2 separate regions of the Danio rerio genome follow, and region 2 is linked to region 1. The links are chromatin contacts, called in public Hi-C maps. All regions are on one chromosome and are shown on one strand. Each heading gives the region's core, a stretch centred on a gene start, on an enhancer-like site or on the middle of the called end of the contact. The rest is flanking DNA. Distances are from core to core; before and after follow the strand shown.

Region 1 (2,700 bases), core at 4-2,503:
GTTTGTTTGTTTGTTTGTTTTTTTCAGCGCACTGACAACATTTGCTTTCCAGGTTAAACTAGCACATTCATCGTGCAAACCTTGATGGAGCTGCCAAATATCAGCTAATTTTGGGACAATGTTCCGCGGTTAGGCCTGTATTTCTGTTTTTAAGTGCAAAAAATAAATTGTTGTAGCAGTTCTTTTTTTCTTATTAAGTTTTGTTTCTCTTTTCATGTGTCACGCTATATGATATCTGTGGGTTATTTAGTGCAATAACACATCCTTAAGTTTGCATTCTCTGAGTTTTTTAGTGTAAAAGTAAATCAGATTTAAATGAGTTCCTTCAAGGACAAACTATAAATCGTGTCCCACTGTTAAAAGACAAACCTTATTCTTAATAACACATTAGTTTGCAGTGTTTGCATTCAAATGGTTTATAAAATTGATGCATATTGCCAATAATAATAAAAAAATATTTAAAAATTGTAGGAAATGTTCAAGTTTTGCATTGTTGGATCGCTTTTAAAAGATTTGGTTGAACTAAAATTTAAAATGAAAATGACATTTAATTTTTTTGTAATAACAAAGGAGGACAAATATTTTTGCAGTGAATATTAACATAGTTTTAGTCAGATATATTTAAAATAAACAAGATTAAGTCAGGAAATCTAGCACTAGCACTAATACTAGATATAAATAAATAAATAAATAAATAAATAAATAAATAAATAAATAGAAAGAAAGAAATATCTAACAAGTTGTGATATTTTTGACAGACGTGTGTTCTTCCCTACTGATGGGGTCAAAAGTAACACTGTGCAACTTTTGTTATATGAGTTATATGTTATATGAGAGTTGTTCTACATTTATACAAAAAAAAAAACACCTGATTTTGATAGACATTGTGAGTTAGAAACCATAGCAACAAAAAATAAAAATCTACTAAAAAATTTTTTTTAAAGGATTTTATGAAAAATGGTACTTTCGTCCCTGCTCTCCACTATTTCATTGGTAAACTGGAAGATGAGTTTATGTCTTCTGATTATTCTGATAACAACATGGTTTATTTATTTATTTCTGTCAATAATATAAGTGCAGTAACTTGGTCGTTATTTACCCTATCCACTGGTAACTGTAAATTCATGACCGTAAATATTACACACACCATTCATATGCGACAAAAAGCAATATGTTTCCGCGTGAGAGCATTATAACCGTAACAAAGGGATCTTTATTCATGTAAAGCCTGTGACGCGACGCGAAGTGAACCCGCCCTCATTGATCCGCAGTGACGTGAAGCCTTTAAACGGGCGCCATTTTCTGTGCTCTTTCTCATTCTGCCGCAGTCGGCGACGCGCTGTACAACCGTCCTGTGTGTTCAACAGAAACTCTGAGGTAACAAATATGATCTTTCTTGCCATGTTTTTGGTCTATACTGAAGCATTAATTTGATTCGGCTTGTTCTGTTGATGTTTAGTTTGTAATTCTGCTTTATTGTTCGCATTTAGGCGATATTTGATATACTTTCATATTTACAAGTATTTAAAATAGGTATTGTGTAATGTTCCCCGGTGTGACTACCGTTTTACCTAAAAGGTCTCAAATGCAGCATGTAAGTAGTCGCGGAATTGTACGATTTTGTGACTTTCTTTGTTCACGCTGCTGGCGTGTCGTTGACGCTAATTGCTTTCCGTGACCTAGTTCCACTGACCTACTTTTTACAAAACCGGGTTTAGCATTAAGTAATCGTTTCACTGTATTTTTTTAAAACGAGGATCGATCAAGATGTTAAGTATTGGGTGCGCTGATGTATTTAAGATTAAAGCCTTTCTTTGAAGCAAAATGGCTGCAGCACGTTGTGAGGAAGGGGGATGGTTAGAAAATGGCGTTTCCTTGTGACGCACTTTTAGGTGCGGTGTTTTTGCTTTCGATTCTCGTGTGCACGCGGTGATCTATATACTTTACGCTTTTAAGTCAACATTTTTTTTTTTCAGGTTATCATCATGTCTGACGAGGGAAAGCTTTTCATCGGTGGTCTGAGCTATGATACAACAGAACAGTCCTTGGAGGAAGCATTCTCCAAATATGGAACCATTGCCAAAGGTTTGTATTTAGTTCCATTTTACGTGTGTATTTGTATACTTTTATATTAATTTGTATATGTGTGTGTAAAATTAATTTGTAATTTTTCATTTTATTTTTTTATAGTTGATGTTATCAGAGACCGTGAAACTGACCGTTCTAGAGGCTTTGGCTTTGTGACCTTTGAAAATCCAGAAGATGCTAAGGATGCCATGGCTGCCATGAATGGAAAGGTTAGAATTTTAGCCTTTTAATGAATAAAATCTGTAATTTTGAGTGCTAAGACACCATGTATTTGTTGTAAGAGGGTTTTTGTAACGTCTATCCTTTTTTTCTGGGTATTTTTCAGGTTTAGATAAATGTTATTCTAATTTGAATTGTGCATGTTTGAGTCTTTTTTGTCGTTTTTGTTTTCCAGCAAGTTGATGGTCGCATGATTCGCGTTGATGAAGCTGGCAAATCTGGTGGACGGTCTGGTGGTTTCAGAGGGGGTTCCAGAGGTGGTGGCAGAGGCTTCTTCAGAGGCAGCAGAGGAAGAGGTGGGAATTCTCACATTTAAATGTGATTGCACTAGCAGATGGCCACATTTGCATTTGAAGGGAACTTGGTGGCACATTATCATGACAAAGCTGATTG
Region 2 (2,700 bases), core at 52-2,551, 390 kb before region 1:
TTTGCGACCATGTCATTCATCAGCTGTTGCTTCAGGAGGAGTAAACAAATTATGATGGAGCCAGACTAGAAAACAATCACTCGCATTCATCATTAAGCAATTGATTTTACTGAAAGGGTAGGAATAATATTTTAATAAATTTCACAGTATTAGATTTCCAATTAAACACTAAACTTTCATTACAGTGAGTGTACTACGTTGCATGCTCAAGTTCAGTAGGTTTGCATAGATTATTGCCATTTCCAGTGATGGAACAATATAATAAGCTTAAGCTGAGCCTTTTACGGAACAAGGGAGGCCTGAAAGATGAAAATTGCTGCTTGCTTTGTCAAATGATTGGATGAAACATATTTTGCCTTCCCCAGCTTGTATTATAAATGATTACAGGCTCCTCCTGTTTACAAAACTTGACAGGAGGCCTCCAAAAACTAGTCTGCACCGGTTGTCATCATTGCCTGCTGCTTACCAGGTTTTACACATCATTTACTGGAGTAACTGACCTGCATGAATAGGGACAAATATTAATACTTCATTTGGAAAAGTTTGGATGAGCCATTCCTGAAATAATTAAATATCAACTAAGGGATCTTCTACAGTTTGGAAAATGTGTAACTCAGGTGGTTACAAAACCCAATGCTTGGGGATTAAAGGTTATTTTGGATGAAAGCAGAGCAAATCCACGTGATGGGGTTGAGTGTGGTAAACGTAACCTTAAACATTTTTCAATATAAACATTTAAAATATAATTACTTGTGACAAACAAATAGTTTGCGGAGAGTATGAAAGAGCATCAAGGAGAAAAACAACTACTTTAACTTAAACATCAGCTGTTGATTTATAGTTTGACTAAATGTGCGAGAGCGGTCGCTCGTGCGCGACAGATTCCCGACGATTTTCCAATTTTCAAATCGTTACAAACGTTCACTAACGATGTATATTGCTTTATAGTAAAGTAAAAACAATGTGAATGTAAAATCTGTCGTCCGAGTCGTGTTTCTGTCAACAAACGCCTTGTGTGAAAAACGAGCTCACGAGCTAACACGATCAACAGAAAAAGCAGACGTCCTTACCTGTCATAGCTTCGGCTTGAAACCAGCCGATACAAATGACCAAAACAGCGCCAAAGAGCTTCTTTTCCATGCTGAGGAGTTATTAAAATCTAAAAGGAAAATTTTGGGCCTGTTCGAGATGAAAAAAGAAAATGGAGAAAGCCTTCAGAGGAACCTAGTCGTCCTCTATTTGTTCGGACTCGGAGCTCACTCGAGAACGCGCACGTAAAGAAGGGCGAGTTTATGCGTCACCACGTCCGGTTCTCAACGTCACGGCGTTTTGCACTTGTTTGCTAATTTCCAAAATGATTTCGACTGCTAATGTTTTGAGATATATCCAGCTGCAGGCCCGCAGAACCACACACGTTTGAGGCACACACAATCTAGGACACACAATCTAGGCAAACCATAAATGGTAACTAACTCTTTAGCATTATCGCTACCTATTGAATTTCACAAATATGGTTTCCCATTTCAGTCAATTTTATTATTATATCGTAACGATCATTTTAAAGTCTCTGCAGTTTCTGAACTTAAATTATGTCAATAAAAATAATTGGTTAAAGACACTTATGACTTTATTCATGTGTCCATATACACAAAGAAAACATAATAGACCGTCTAATTGATGGATTAAGTGTAATAAACTAATTCAAGCTCTTAATATTATCATACTTCGTTAAAATCACGTTGTTGTAAAATATAAAAAGCAAACAATAATGTCACTTTAAAATAAATTAGCCTACTATAGTTAACCATTTAAACAATATAGTTAGAAACTGATTATCTTAACTGATTATAATTATAAGTTTATATATAAACTACTATCTTTTACTAAACTGTCACTGTTAAAGCTGTTATATATATATATATATATATATATATATATATATATATATATATATATATATATATATATATATATATATATATATATATATGTGTGTGTGTGTGTGTGTATACACTTATGATTTTTTTTATTAATAGTTAATATTTTATTAATAGTTTTATTAAGAGTATTAAATGTGGGAAATCATTAATTAAAAGGTTATTGGAAAATTAAGCTAATAAACACCGCTTGAGTAAAATATTAATATAGTGTTATACATTTGTTACATATAAAAATATTTTTATGACATATAATGTATTATTGCCTATCTTAACTTGCTATTATTTCCTTCATCATAAATTAATCCATTATATAAATTAAACCTGTCCAAATGAGATCATTCAGCAAAGCCAGCAAACGAGTATCTGCCATATTATTGTCAGATAATAATGACTGATCAGCTATAATGACTGATTAAAAACTGTTCACTCTATTATATTGAATGGCGATCGGAAACAATGCTCCCCATTCGGCCGTCTCAATCGCAATATTTGTGAAATAAAGTAAAGTAAACACTATTGTTTATTGTGTACAATATTTATTAATCAAATATATCAAAATATATCGATGACGATGTCCAAAAAGACGTTATAACTTTAACATCAGTCATAACCATATATGGTTTGCCTAGATTGTGTGTCCTAGATTGTGTGTGCCTAAAACGTGTGTGGTTCTGCGGGTCTGCAGCTGGATATTATTGGATGTTTTCAGGAAATAAGTAGTAGGCTCTGCCATTTTAACTAATTAATGGCTTTTTGGTAT

What was found. Hi-C and Micro-C count contacts between places; a contact is called where the count stands out from the background.
Region 2: a contact with region 1 is called in a Hi-C map of hematopoietic stem cells, with 3 times the contacts expected there. The contact joins the promoter of bsg here to the promoter of cirbpb in region 1. A contact is called at or near these places in 3 of 18 Hi-C or Micro-C datasets (caudal fin, hematopoietic stem cells and an unstated tissue).

The regions. Positions count from the first base shown.
Region 1 is chr22:18,239,472-18,242,171 of GRCz12tu, reverse strand. cirbpb (cold inducible RNA binding protein b) reads left to right here and starts at 1,253. Exons shown (of 8, transcript NR_132111.1): 1 at 1,253-1,377; 2 at 1,977-2,085; 3 at 2,191-2,297; 4 at 2,483-2,603.
Region 2 is chr22:18,633,391-18,636,090 of GRCz12tu, reverse strand. It overlaps bsg (basigin), which reads right to left and starts at 1,301. Exons shown (of 9, transcript NM_198142.2): 1 at 1,071-1,301. The coding sequence starts at 1,140.